2 separate regions of the Callithrix jacchus genome follow, and region 2 is linked to region 1. Evidence: chromatin contacts called from public Hi-C data. All regions are on one chromosome and are shown on one strand. Each heading gives the region's core, a stretch centred on a gene start, on an enhancer-like site or on the middle of the called end of the contact. The rest is flanking DNA. Distances are from core to core; before and after follow the strand shown. Region 1 overlaps CHLSN (cholesin). Region 2 overlaps ADAP1 (ArfGAP with dual PH domains 1).

The links. A called contact is a pair of places that touch in the nucleus more often than the background predicts.
Region 2: a Hi-C map of induced pluripotent stem cells shows a contact between it and region 1, with 2.2 times the contacts expected there. The contact joins two enhancer-like sites. A contact is called at or near these places in 2 of 3 Hi-C or Micro-C datasets (induced pluripotent stem cells and skeletal muscle).

The regions. Positions count from the first base shown.
Region 1 is chr2:57,956,175-57,963,181 of calJac240_pri, forward strand. The region is part of intron 2 of CHLSN (cholesin); the gene reads left to right. Among named protein-coding and RNA genes, the nearest start is that of GPER1, 11 kb to the left of the region's middle. Within about 2 kb of position 5,192, at least 2 of the 16 cell types and tissues checked have an H3K27ac peak or open chromatin away from gene starts, as enhancers often do.
Region 2 is chr2:58,092,651-58,100,311 of calJac240_pri, forward strand. ADAP1 (ArfGAP with dual PH domains 1) reads left to right here. Exons shown (of 12, transcript XM_035290164.3): 5 at 6,317-6,399. Among named protein-coding and RNA genes, the nearest start is that of ADAP1, 35 kb to the left of the region's middle. Within about 2 kb of position 2,716, at least 2 of the 16 cell types and tissues checked have an H3K27ac peak or open chromatin away from gene starts, as enhancers often do.

The DNA.
Region 1 (7,007 bases), core at 3,942-6,441:
GTCACACGCTGGGAAGAGCGCCGGACACTCACTCTTGCTGTCTGTGTCTGAGCTGGTGCTTGCAGTCTGCGGTCACACCATGTGCATCAGCTGGCCTGGCCCATGAGCAAGGCTGTGCTTCAGCACACACGTGTGGCCTCACACCTACAGACCACTGTGCAGCTGCCCGTGGAGACGGAGGCACAGAGTGCAGGCACAAGATGGATGCAGGCAGGCGCAGTCATGGCAAGGCACCTGCGGGATGCCTTGGGTCCTTGACTGCATCTGGGTCAATCTGAGTCGTGAAGCCCTCTGTTCTGGAAGCAGCAGGCATCCCGGCCACCTCTTCAACCCCATTCACTTCATTTTTAAGTTGGGTTGGAGCAGCCCCTGCTCTGGGTAGCTCAGGCTGGCCAGATGGCCCGTGAGGTGTATGCTCTTGAGCCTCATGGACACCGTGCCCACGGGTCCCACGTGGCGTGCCTCACAGTGTTCACACACAAGCCTCTTGCCCCTGCCACCCTCTCTCAGGCCTGCAGGGCGCTGTGGAGCCACGCATTGTGTACGAGTGCTCTGGCCCCCTCGCCGTGAGGGAACATCAGCCTGCACTCGGTGGTGATAAGTAGCTCCCATGAGTGGCATGGAATTAAGAACAGTGGCCAAACTGAGAGGAAGTGGTTTGGAATGTTTGTTTAATTCAGGCAAATTGGAAAAAGATCTTTTCAACATGGACTGCAAGTCTGAAGTACGAGTAAGGCTGTCCAGATGTCCCATCCCGCAGCCATCAGCTGCAGACCTTCGTGTGGGAGTGTGTGCTCCTGCGGCATGGTGTTTGTGGATGTCGCTGTCAGGTGCTGTCCCTGCTTGTAGGGTCCACCCTGGTCTCCCATGTGGTTATAGCCAGGCCTGGCCACCCAGTGGGTGGGGGATGGAGGCAGACACACAACTGAACTTGGCCATAAGAGCACAGTCTGGAGCTGAGGTGAAGGCCGCTGCCTGCTTTCTGCTTATTATTGCGCTTTTCTTGTGGACAGGAGGGAGCCCTGTACAGACAGAAGGAAGCCATGGCTTTCAGAGGCCTCCCTGTCCCTCCCCGAGGCCATGCCTCGTCTGGGTCAGGGGCTCCCGGGTTCCTAAGCAGGGTTGGCTCTGGCTCTACAGCCTGCCTGCTGTGTGTGGGATGAGGCCAGTGCTCCTGGTGCCCAGCTACCTAATGTGCATGTGTGACCTGAGCGCCGGGTCTCACCTTCCCCGTCCACCTGATGGGTGCCGCACAGGCTCTCTGGCTGCCCCTTGCTCTGGGCTGCCCCCTTACTGCCGTGCCCAACTAAAGCTGGTGTGTTGGTACTTAGGTTTTGTTGTGGTTCTTCTGCCCAGGCTCTACAAGGAAAGGGAAGAATTCTGAGTGGCCCCAGACAGGCTCCCCTTCTCCTACCTTTCATGAACCTCACTGGTTCTTAGGAGTGGTCTTAGGAGAGAGGGGTCCTCACAGTTATCCCAGAAGCCCTCTCAAGTCCCGGGCCTGGCGAGGTCAGTCTGGTGGAGCAGACCCCCCCCACCCAGCCTGGGCACCACGCCTGTCTCCCGGTGGTACTGCCCAGCACAGCCCCCCGCCCTGAGGGCCCTGGTGGCCCTGGATGACAGCACACTAGGAGGAACCAAGCCATTCTCTATGTGGCACTGCCTGGCACAGTTTCCCAGCCCTGGTGGTGCTGGTGGTCCTGAATGAGGGCATGCTGGGAGGGACCCAACCCTTTGGGAGCCGCAGGTCGCACTCTTGTTGGGCTGCCGGGTGGGGGACATGCTCCCCCTCTCCTCCACTGCTGCCACTCTGCAGCCTAGGAGGCAAAGTGACATGCAGGGCCCGTGCCATCTCCCACTTGGCTGGCCTTCTTGTTCTTCCCACCTGGCCCCTGCACCCTGGGCCGTGGCGGCCTGGCACCCTCTCCCCTATCTTACCCCTAAAGGCAGTGCAAGCAGAGTGGGCCAAGGTGCAGGGCCCAGGTCAGACGGTTCTCAGGCCCCCTCTCTCACTGAGAGCTTCCCACGTGTGGGGCACTTTGTATATAATTGACTGCGACCCTCTGTAGTCAAAGTCATGGAGTCAGAGGGATGAGGTCATTGCTGCTGGTACTCAGCTGCTTAATGATGTGACTGCAGTCTGAGCCTGGGTGCTTTGGCTGAGAACCTGGACTTTTAAAAATTTTTTAAATGTACGTGTGGTAAAATACTCCTTTTGGCACACACCACAGAGGCATCTAGTCACAGAAGCACTGCGCTTGCAGGCAGCACACGAAACCATTCTGTTCCAGACTCCTCTGCCCGTCCCTGGTTGGTCCACCCCTCTTTCCATCCAACCCAACACTGCATGGTTGCCCTCTGCTCCGGTGATCAGACTCCCCAGCCCATCGCGCGGGCGGCACCTGGGCGTGTGGAGCCCCCAAGCCTGGCTGTCCCCTGCCTCCTGCACTTGAGATTGTGTGTGACGTTGTGCGCGAAGTGACTGTGCCTGCTCGCCACTAAGCACAGTAGGCTGTGCCGCAGTCTGTCCATCCACCGTGGGGTGACACTTGAGTTCCTTCCAGATTTCGTCTGTTATAAAGCTGCTCTGAATGTCTGCATACAGGGTTTCATGTGAGCGTAAATTTTATTTTCGATGGATCCCTAAGATTGGGCATTGCTGGTTCTTACAGTGAGTACACATTTAGCTTTATATGAAACCACCAAAGTGATCACTCAGTTTTTCATTCCCGCCAGAACCTATGCTTCTAACTTCAGCGAAAGCAAAGGATCTTACTGAGCCCCGGAGTTCCCTGGGAAGAACTCTGCGCAGTCTGTTTCGGGCCAAAAGCCAGGAGTTTGTGGGACTCACTCCCGAGCTGTGCCGAGGGGCTGCCAAGGTCAGGCTGGGGGCTTGGGGAGCTCCCCAAAGCCAGGCCCTTGAGAATTGTATGCTCATTGGCAGTATTGGCTCTTGCTCCTTCAACAGCCCTTCAGAGTGGTTCTAGAAATTGTGGAATTTCTCCACTTCTCCAGGCTGCTTCCCCAGAGCCGGGAGGCAGGGGACTCCTGTGATGAGGGCTGGTGTCTCCTGTGGGCCCATGCCTCCTGGAGGGCATCTGGGAATCACCCCTGCCCCTGGGCCTCTCAGCCCTGGCCAGGGCCTGCCCACCATGGGCACCTCAAAGGAGCTGCCCCCGCCTCACTTCCCGTAATGCATCTGCTCTGGGCATGGACGGGAGTTCTGCAGATTTGCTCAGCACACTGGTTTATTCAATGTTTTCCGGGCGTCTTCCTGGGTTTTATTATCATTTTTAATGGATAAGTAATTGCAGTGCTGTGACGGTAGTTCACGAAACTGTTTCCCCTGGGTGGACAGTTGAGCAGTTTCTGAACTGCTTTTCTAGATCCTTTCCAGGTCTGCTCTTGTTTTACACATCTTCCCAAGGTGGTTCACACATTATTGTTTCTGTGTAGAAGCAGCGTGAACTTCTGAGGTCACAGTTCTCTCGCGTGATTTGGGGTGCCCATGTAGGGAAGCGGACAGCAGAAGAGCAGCCAGACATTGCCTGCTTGGGGACCCAGGATGGCTGTGGAGGTCTGCTGGTCACCCTTCCCTGGCCTCAGCTCTGTCCCTGTGGGCCCTCGGGTCTCAGCTTCTAGTTGCTTGGGAGTGTAATTTGAGACTTCATCGTATAAAGGCCTTGGGACACAGCCTTGGCTGTGGTTGCTTCTCCACTGCCGCCTCACCCTGGCAAAGGCTGTGGGATGTGTTTCTGTCCATCCAGAGGTGGAGGTTGGGCACATCTTGCTTCTCACTTGGGTCGGGAGACCCAGCGCATACCTGCGGGACCCCTATACTGTCAGTGAAGATGGACCAAGGCCCTGGGCCTCCATGCATCACCCTTGAGAAATCCTGGAGCTTCTCAGCTCCCCTTTCCCTCCTCAGCAGCAGGATGCCCAGAAATAGCACACGGCCCCTCTTCTGCCCGGGAGAGGCCCTTCCCACTGTCCCAATACTCAGAAACAACACACAGCCCCTCCCCTGCCCAGGAGAAGCCCTTCCCACTGTCCCCATACCTAGAAACAGCACACAGCTCCTCCCCTGCCCATGAGAAGCCCTTCCCACTGTCCCACTGTCCTGGCTGTTCCACGGTGCCGAGAGCAGGTTTGAATCAGCAGGACAGGACTGGAGTTCATTAGAGATGGCTGCTTCTGCCCCATTGGGATGCCCGTGGCCCTGTCTGCCCAGTGCAGGCCATGTCAGCCTCTCCTCCCTTGTATGGAGGCCACTTTGTGTGAGCCCGTCAGCACTCCTTCACAAAGCTCAGTGGGTGCTTGGCCCTGTGGGCTGGACTGACCCCACTCCTGTTGCCATGAACTATGGGCAGCAGGCAGGAGGGTCTTGGCCCTGGCAGCCAGGGTTTTGTGGCTCCACAGGCTCCTGGCAAGGGTGGCTGTCAGGACCGAGATCCCGGTGGCCACTCCTTGCTGGCTGCTTTGCCCTGGCAGGACCTGGTGGGGCTGTTAGCGGCTCTTGGCTTCCTGCTCCTCCTGTAGCAACCTTCGTGCCCTCCTGCCCCTCGTGGCCCCAGCCCTCCCTCTCCACAGGCCTTCCCACCTCCTCAGCTGGCCATTCACCAGCAGCCTTGACAGATCCCTGACCAGCTGGGGCGGTGGGGGGATGGAGCTGAGTGTTTGGGGGAAGAGTGAACTAGGGCTTGAGGGACACCTGGCCAGCCAGAGCCAAACGGGTGAGCTACAGGCCCTGCCCCACTCCATGTGTCCTTCACGGAGCTCCCAGCCTCTGTCTAGAGCAGGCACTGTCCCAGAGTCCCAGCGGGCAGGTGAGGCCTGGCCTGGCTGTGAGTCCCGCATGGGGTAAGGTGGTAAAGCCCAGGTTTTCACCTGATCGGCCTGCAATCCTGGCCGACTAGCCAAGCCCCAGGAGCGCATTTGGGCCCTGTAAGCCTGCACCTGGAGCTTCACCCAGGGGTCAGGCATGGGCTGTGCAGGAGCTGCTGCTAGAAGCAGCATGCGTCCCTATGCTCCCCTCCCCCAGCTCTCTGAGAAGGCTGCAGCTTTGGGCTGGGAAGAGTCCTGGCTGAGTCCCCCAGTCCCTGGTCCCTGAAGGCAGAGAGCCCTGCCAAGTGGAGGAAAAGATCTTGGACATTAACTCAGGGCCAGCTTCCCTTCCTCTGCGGCTTTTCCCAGGGCCAGCCCTGTTGGAAACTGCAAGTGTAGACCTTTACATTTCTCCCTGGTGCTCATGCCTTGTGGATGACGCTTACTCATGTTAAGGGAACCCTCTCAGGCCTGTTTACACCTCGCCCAGCCCACCTGCAGTCTCTGAAAACCAGCACGGCACATCCACAGGAGACCACCAGTGCTGCAGGGGGACTACTCCCCAGAGCCTGTGCCTGGGAGAGAGGTCCCCCCACCGCCGCCTGCTGAGCACCATGCAGGCCCAGGAAAGGTGGTGCCTCTCACAGTGGTGCCCCTTGCAGCCTCACTGACGGTGCTTCTCCCTGGCGTGCTCCTCCCTGGCATGCCCCTCCCTGGTGTGCTCCACGCTGCAGTGCTTCTCCTACCCTTCTAGCGGGTCTGAATGCTTGTTCCAGCCAGTTGTACAGCCCTGACTCTGCCACGTTGGCCTCCCTCAGCTGCTTGTCACAAGACCCCCGTGGTTTCTGACAGGGCCCCAGGCGCGGATCTTCCCGAGCTCCACTGTGAATTGCTTCACCCTCTGGTCCTTGGACCCATCCTGACTTGGTGGACTCGACCACTGGAGCTGAGAGTGGGGTGCCCTGGAAAGTGACATCCCCAGGCTTTGGTGACTCAGACTCTGCTGTTCTTACTGGAGATCAGGAGGTTTTTTTAATAAACGTGACCCGATTTGTTGTGCGGCCTCGGTTGGCTTCCAGAGCCCTCAAATGGTTGTTTCTAACCATCCTTCCAGCTTGTCACTGCTCAGGTGGCCTAGGAGCCACACCCCTCGCATGTTTGGTCCTCAGGAGAATTCAAGGAGGCCAGAGGAGGGGGTGTGTTGGGCAGAGGCTACGGCAAGGCTGGTCCTGGGATGCTGCAGGCGCCCTCCACAGACTGCTTTGCCCTTGGTTCATTCCGCTGCTCTCCCACAGCCCACATATCTGTAGTCGCAAGGAGGAGCCCCCCGGCTCATGCATCTTCCTGCTTATGACGTGGGGCAGCTGCCAGGCTGGAGGGATGTCTGTCCTGCTCTCAGCTCTGTACCCACCCTGGATTCCACCCGCCTTGCCCTCTGCTCTCTGATCGGCAGAGCTTATGACACTGGCAGGTCCCTCGGGTGTTTGCTCAGCAGGCTGTGTGGCATGTCAGGCGCAGGCCTCATGGCTGCCGCCTCCCCAGCTGCTATGCTGTTTCTTCTGCATCTCCTCAGCACCCCTCCTGGCCTCGGACGCCTCTGCGACCTCAGAGCATGGGGCCTGGGGCCATGGGACACAGACACCTTGGGGAGTTGCAGGTTCTGGGACAGAAGCGTTTCCAAGGAAGGCAGTTTTCAGGTTGGCTCCACGTCTGCAGCGCTGCTTCCTTGCCCCCTACCCCGCCGTGCTAACGGTCACTGTGGCAGTGGTCACTGAGCGCCTCTGGTCTGCTGAGTGCCGTGTGCTGCTGTAAACGCCACTTGGTTGCAGTTCATGCAGCTCTGACCCTAGGTTCTGTCGTTGGGATTGTCCTTTTGTAGACAAGGAAATTGCAGTTTAGAAAGCACTTGTTGGAGTTGGCCCTGCACCCGCTGGGCTGGACCTGCCCCGAGGAGAGGGAGGAATGTGTTCCCCAGTGTTGAGATGCTGGCTGCCAGGTCCTGTGCTGTGGAACCCCAAGAAGGGTGCCAGGGTTTGGGAAGGGGGCGTTGCAGCAGCGGTGAATTCAAGGGCATTCTTCACTTTTCCCACAGACCTTCTGTTTTCATAAGAACCACATACCAGCCGGGGAAGGAAACCACAGTGAAAACAGTGGCTCAGGGACTTGTGAGAAGGTAAGAAAGC
Region 2 (7,661 bases), core at 1,466-3,965, 130 kb after region 1:
TCAGGGGGTTGTGGAGAGAGGCCTGCTTCGGAACTTCGCACCAGCCACCTCTGCCAACACCCGCCTTCGAAGCGTCAATCTCCCCATCTACTCAGCCAGTGGGAATGACAGGTGACAGCCACACAGGGCCTGGCCTGACTGTGCTCACACCAACCTCTTGCCTGTCACAAGGAAGGGACATGTGGCCCCCTGGGTGCCCTCCGGCCCCGAGCTTCTTGCCGGGTTCCAGCCCCAGCTCAATCCCAGCCCCCGGCAGCGCCCAGCTTCTTGTCTACTCAGCAGCTCCCTCTGTTGACTCGCTCCGTGAACCCACTCACTGGAGGGCCCACCCCGCAGTGACACCGCGAGAATGGGCTGGGTGCAGGGTTCAGTGTGAGCCACCGTGCGGCAGAAAAGCAGAGACCCCTGGCCTCCCAGCCCCAGGGGCCTGAGTGCTGTTGCTGGCTCTGCCCTGACACGGGGGTGAGAGAGTCCACCACGGAGCTGCTGGGGGGACTGCAGTTACCAGAGGCCTTCCCTGGCATCTAGGGCCCTGCCTGGGGTCTGTGCCCCTTGCAGTGAGCTCCTTGAGGGGGCAGCGGGGTCAGGTGTCCTCACTGGATCCGAGGGCCTCTTGGAGAATATGGAAGGCGGGTGGGGAGCAGGGTAGGGAGGAGCAAGAGGGAGGAGGAGGAGGGAGGAGGGACGGACTTCCTGGCTGCTAACCCTACAGACCACCCTGGGCTTTTCTTTTTTTTCTTTTTAATACAGAGACAGGGGGGTCTCTCTATGTTGCCCAGGCTGGTGGAAAATTCCTGGGCTCCAGTGATCCTCCTGCCTCAGCCTCCTAAAGTGCTGGGATCACAGTGCCAGCTGGCCTCCCTGGGTCTTGGTGAAGGGCTGTCTAGGTTGTTGCAGGGAGCAGGGCTGAGGGGTGCTCAGGCCATGAGTGCCGTAGTTTCTTTGCTGCATGTTGATTTGTTATTTTAAGGGGTCACTGTGCCCGGCCCCAGTCTCCTCATGTGGTAGGCGTTTTCTTTTTTTTTTTTTTTTTTTTGAGACGGAGTTTCGCTCTTGTTACCCAGGTTGGAGTGCAATGGCGCGATCTCGGCTCACTGCAACCTCCGCCTCCTGGGTTCAGGCAATTCTTCTGCCTCAGCCTCCCAAGTAGTGGGGATTACAGGCACACGCTACCATGCCCAGCTAATTTTTTGTATTTTTAGTAGAGACGGGGGTTTCACCATGTTGACCAGGATGATCTCGATCTCTTGATGTCGTGATCCACCCGCCTCGGCCTCCCAAAGTGCTGGGATTACAGGTGTGAGCCACCGCACCCAGCGACAGGCGTTTTCTTGATGAGCCTCCCTGAAACCTGGAGACAGGTCCAGCTGCAGTTCCCATGTCGCCGCTGAGGAGACTGAGGCTGTTGGCTCAGCCCCTCTGTTCACCTCTCCCCTCCCACAAGGGTAGGCCTGGGGCCCTGGCCCCTTGTGCCTGCATCCTGAGACCCTGGGTGCCAGCAGCTCCTCCTCTGCCCCAGCTCTCATAGGGAAACCCTAGCCCCGCCCTGCAGGTTCTCAGTATGAATCAGGGAGCCCCAGCACAGCTATTTTCAATACATTATTTTATCACCCCACCCCCGGCTGCTCTGTGGCTTGGGTCATTGCCTCGAGTTCCTCCTCTTCTCACTCTTGGGCTGTTCTGAGCCGGGACCAGGAGTAGACATGGGTGCGGGGCCTGGGGGAGTTGTGCTCTGTGGGCTGGGGGCTGCTGCTGTTGGGTCCTGGGTGAGGAAGTTCCTGGGGCTGACACCCACCATCTGGGGTGGGGTGTGAAGCCTGTGTGAGCCCTGGATGCTGCGGCATGGTGGGCATATCAGGGAGTGCAGCATGAACCTGCTGTGTAACTTGGAGGGGGGAGTGCAGCCTGGACCTGTTATGTAACCTGGGGGGCTGCAGTGTGGACCCGATGTGTAACCTGGGGGGGAATGCAGCATGGACCTGCTGTGTAGCCTGGAGAGTTGCGGGGGGTGGTTGCAGCATGGACCTGCTGTGTAACCTGGAGGATGGGGGAGTGCAGCGTGGTCCTGCTGTGTAGCCTGGGGGGGTGGGTGCAGCCTGGACCTGCTGTGTAACTGGAAGGGGGTGCATCGTGGACCTGCTGTGTAGCCTGGAGGGTGGGGTGGGGCGGTGCAGTGTGGTCCTGCTGTGTAGCCTGGAGTAGGGGGCGGGTGCAGTGTGGACCTGCTGTGTAGCCTGGAGAGTGGTGGGGGGGTGCAGTGTGGTCCTGCTGTGTAGCCTGGAGTGGGGGGGGGCGGTGCAGCATGGTCCTGCTGTGTAGCCTGGAGTGGGGGGGGGCAGTGCAGCATGGTCCTGCTGTGTAGCCTGGAGGGTGGCGGGGGGGGGTGCATTGTGGACCTGCTGTGTAGCCTGGAGAGTGGTGGGGGGGTGCAGTGTGGTCCTGCTCTGTAGCCTCCGGGGGGCGGTGCAGCATGGTCCTGCTGTGTAGCCTGGAGGGTGGGGGGGTGGCAGTGCAGCGTGGTCCTGCTGTGTAGCCTGGAGGGTGGCGAGGGGGTGCAGCATCGTCCTGCTGTGTAGCCTGGAGGGTGTGGGGGTGCAGTGTGGATCTGCTGTGTAGCCTGGGGGGGGGTGCAGCGTGGTCCTGCTGTGTAGCCTGGAGGGTGGCATCTTTGCAGGAGCTAAGAGTGGTGGGCATGGTCCCGGAGCAGGGTCCTGGAAGGTCCCCACACCATGCCCTGTGGCTTCCCGGCTGTGACACACTGGGGGTAGCTCCAGGTAGGACAGGCACCCTACCTGCCTCCAGCCAGGTAGAGGCCCAGGACCTCAGTTTCCCCCGACATAACAGGGGAGGGTGAGCCCCCAGGGGAGTGCAGAGGGTCCCATGTGATTATCTTTAGCACAGGCCTGTGACTCAGAGGCCGGGACCCGCCTTTTCCTGTGTCACCCTCAGGGCCCTCGAGTTTCTATCTTGACATCGGGGAAAGAAAGTCGTGTGGCTGCTCTGCTTGGTTTTATTTCTGGGTGGAAACTGGCCCCTCCCCGCTTCCTGTGTGGCGAGGGGTGAACAGGGCGAGCCCTCAGCTGCTGGCAGCACTGGCTGGGGGGCTCCTCTCTTCCCATCCCAGCAAGCACCCCTGTGTCCAGGCTGGACAGGGCTCTGCATTCATGTCTGGGGCTCCCAGAATGCAGAAACACATGCCCAGCAGCCCAGAGCAACAGAAATCTACTTTCTCCCTGCTCTGGAGGCTGGAGGTTGGAGGCTGCTTCTCACGAGGCCTCTCTGGGGCGTGTCCTCACATGGTGGATCCTGTGTGCCCATCTGTGTCCTAATTCCCCTTCCTAAGGGCTCCTGGCACATTGATTGGAGGCCACCTTGCTCCTGTGTGGCCTCATCTTAACTAAACTGCAACCACGATATTTCCAACTCAAGGCACACTCAGGCCCTGGGGGCAGGTCTCCCTGTAGGATGGGGGTGCAGTTCAGGTGGTGGCAGCCTCATAAACACCTGGAATGGCCAACAGGGGCCAGGGCCGGGGGCTGAGTGGCAGGTGCGGGGCTGTGAGCACCACCCTGGCTATTTTCCCTGTAATAAAAAGGGAAAAAACCCACCTGTATGAGCCACTCATTCACTGTGTAAAAGCAAAGCTAGGACTCTGCGGGGTCACTTTCCTGAGAGGCAAAGCCTCCAGGAAGGGTGTTGACGGGGTCCTGAAATCCATGCAGCAGAAGCCGGCCGAACTCGGGCAGAAGGCACACTCAGGGACGGACACTCAGGGACGGACACTCAGGGATGGACACAGGGCGGAATCTGCACCAGGGCAGGGCTGCAGACCCCGTGGGTGCCCTGCCCTGAGGGCTTTTGGCAGGTGTGGTTGTCAAAGCCATCCCTGGCACCTGCCTCTTGTCCAGAAGCCCCTGGCTTCCACACTATAGCCTGGGGTTCTCCTATGGCTCCAAGAGGCTGCTCTGTGACCCTCGGGTTGCAGACAGGATGCTGGGTGCTGGGGGGGCAATGCCTCTGCGGTCACACAGCCAGAGCAGCTCAGGTGGCTGCCTGGTGTCCCCAAAAAGACGTGTTCAAGTCTTAACCCGCAGCACCTGTGAAGGTGAACTTACTTGGAAATAGGGGCCGGACACAAGGCTCACGCCTGTAATCTCAGCTCTGTAGGAGGCCCAGGTGGGAGGACTGCTTGACCCCAGGAGTTCCAGACCAGTTTGGGCAACATACTGAGCTCTTGTCTCTACAAAAAATTAAAAACTTAGCCAAGCTGTCGTGGTGCACACCTCTAGTCCCAGCTGCTCGGGAGGCCGAGGCAGGAGGATCCTAGAGTGCCAGAGTTGGAGGCTGCAGTGAGCTGTGATTGCACTGTTGCACCCCAGCCTGGAAGACACAGTGAGACCCTGTCTCTAAAAGAAAGAAAAGAAATAGAATCGGCTGGGCACAGTGGCTCACGCCTGTAATCCCAGCACTTTGGGAGGCCTAGGCAGGCGGATCACCTGAGGTCAGGAGTTCAAGACCAGCCTGTCCAACATGGAGAAACCCCATCTCTAGTAAAAATACAAAAGTAGCTGGGCATGGTGGTGGGAGCCTGTAATCCCAGCTGCTTGGGAGGCAGAGGCAGGAGAATCGCTTGAACCTGGGAGATGGAGGTTGCGATGAGCCGAGATCCTGCCAGAGCTGAGATCCTGCCATTGCGCTCTAGACTGTGCAACAAGAGCAAAACTCCACCTCAAAAAAAAAAAACAACAAAAAAAAACTAAACTTAAAAAAAAAAAATAGGATCTTTGCAGATGAATTCAGGTTAAGATAAGGTCAGTCAAGCATGGTGGCTCACACTAGTAATCCCAGCACTTCGGGAGGCTGAGGTGGGTGAGATCGAGACCATCCTGGCCAACATGGTGAAACCCCTGCCTCTACTATAAAATACAAAAATTAGCTGGGTGTGGTGGCGTGAGCCTGTAGTCCCAGCTACTTGGGAGGCTGAGGCAGGAGGATTGCTTGAACCCGGGAGGCGGAGGTTGCGGTGAGCCGAGATCTTGCACTCCAGCCTGGTGACAAAGCAAGACTCTGTCTCAAAAAAAAAGCTGCCGGGCCTCGGGCGGGCAGACTGGGGTGGGCTTTTACTTTCTAAATCCTAGATGAGCCAGCCTCCCTAATCATCACAGAGGTGCACATGAAAAGGAGGGGTTCAGCTGCGTGAGGTAGCTCATGCCCAAAATCCCAGCACTATGAGAGGCAAAGGCAGGAGGATCGCTTGAGCCTAGGAGTTTGAGACCAGCCTGGGCAACATGGCAAGACCCTGTGTCTACAAAAAAAAATTACCCAGGTGTGGTGGCATGTGCCTGTGGTTCCAGCTACTGAGGAAGCGGAGGCAGGAGGGTCGCCTGAGCCTAGGAGGTCAAGACTGGGGTAAGCTGCAACTGCACCACTGCACTCTAGCCTGGGCAACACAGTGAGACACCATCTCACTAAAAAAAAGAAGAAAAGGCCAGGCATGGTGGCTCACACCTGTAACTCCAGCACTTTGGGAGGCCAACACAGGTGGATCACCTGAGGTCAGGAGTTCAGGACCAGCCTTGGCAACATGGTGGAAACCCATCTCTACTAAAAATATAAAAATTAGTTGGGCATGGGGGCAGGTGCCTGTAATCCTGGCTACTCAGGAGGCTGAGATGGCAGACTTGCTTGAACCCTGGAGGTGGAGGTTGCAGTGAGCTGAGATCATGCCACTGCATTCCAGCCTGGGCAATAGAGCAAGACTCCATCTCAAAAAAAAGTAGTAAATAAAGAGGAGACATCAAAAGAGGGAACTAACTGATGAGCAAACCGTTTTAAAAACCAAAGCTGGGCTGGGTATGGGGGCTCACACCTGTAATCCCTGCGCTTTGGGAGGCCAAGGTGGGCAGATCACCTGAGGTCAGGAGTTTGAGAGCAGCCTGGCCAACATTGTGACACCCTGTCTCTAGTAAAAATACAAAAGTAGCCGGGCGTAGTGGTGCACACCTGTAATCCCAGCTATCGGGAGGCTGAGGCAGAGACTTGCTTAAACCTGGGAGTCAGAGGTTATGGTGAGCAGAGATCGCACCATTGCACTCCAGCCTGGGTGACAGAGCAAGACTCCGTTTAAAAAAAAAAAAAAAAAAAGCTGGCAGGCATCTCACTCAGCTCTCTGAGAAGCATGGGTACCTGATAGCCATGTCCAGTGCCCTGGAGGCTGACCCCTCAGTTCTTTTGGGGTCAGCAGCCCAGAGAGCAGCATGTGTGTGGGGTTGGAGGCCGCCTCAGCCCAGTGGCTCAGTCTCTCCTCTCCTGGCAGGCTCCTTCGAGAACAGTGGATCCGGGCCAAGTATGAGCGGCAGGAGTTTATCTATCCTGAGAAGCAGGAGCCCTACTCAGCAGGTGAGGCCGCCTGGGTGGGGTGGGGCCCCCTCCCCATCTCCTTCTCTCTCCCCAGCTCCCCCTCCCTCTGTCTCCCTCTCTCTCTGCATCTCCGTCTTCTCCCTCTTTATCCACTTCTCCCCTTCCCAGCTCCCTCACCCACCCTCACCTGTCTCTCTCCATCTTTCTCCCTGTCTCTGTCTTGCTGTGTCTATCTCCCTGTTTCTGTCTCTCACCCTCTCTGTGTCTGTTTCTCTCTTTTTGTCTCTCTCTCTCCCTCTCTGTCTCCATCTCTGTGTCTGTCTCTCTCTCCCCCATCTCTTTGTCTCCCTCTTTATCTCTAGCTCTCTGTCTCTCCCTCCCTCCCTCTCATGGGGAGAGTCATTATTAACCTGGGTAACTCTCTCATGGGTTTGAACACTTGTCCCTGGACCCATTTTGTCCTCTGACTCTGAGCAGGGTGACTGGGTGCTTGGGGTCCCCACAGCTGTCTACAGTCCAACCCAGAAGGAGTGGGGTGCATGGGGACCCTGTGGGGCCATAACAGGCCCCCTCCTCTGCTGTGGTGACATGTACTTCCATTAGGGGGCAGCCTGCAGGAACCCCTCTCTGGAGCAGGGTGGGCCCGAGGGCCGGGGTGAGGGTCCTGGTGAGGGGCTGGAGGGTGTCCTCTGCGTGGGGACACCGTGCTGCAGGTGGGGAGGGTGCAGCTCAGGTCTGCTCCACCTCCCTGGGCCTGGCTGGGTGCCACTGGGGGCCATCAGGGCGGCAGAGACATCAGGCAGCATCTTGGAGCTTCATGGGCTGGCACAGTTGTGGAGGTGGGAGCTGGGAGGCAGTGCCATGGGGACCTAGGAGGCCAGCCCACCCCAGCCTCAGTCTCCCAGTGCTGCGCAGCGCAGTGGGCCAAGCCTTAGGCCATGCCTCCCGGGGCCCCCCCAACCCCTGCTTCTCTCTTGGGTCTCATTTAAATGCTGGGAGCTTGAGTTGGAGCCCCCAGCTGGTCGGGCTGGCTTCCTCTCCTGGCTGCTCTGTGTGAGGTGGGCTTGGGGACTGGGGGCCTTGAGTGCTTTTTCCCTAGGGCAGCCCTGTGTGGTGAGCACTGCCCCAGCGGCTCCCCCAGCACAGGCCCCAGGGCCTTCCCCAGGCTTTGCGGGGGCACCACCCCACCCCTTGCCCCCTCCTGTCTTGTCTCTAGTCTCTGGCTCAGGGCAGTGGACCCCAGGCCCCTGACCACTCCCCGCAATGGCCACTCCTGCCCTCAGGCCTGATCCTGGGTGGGA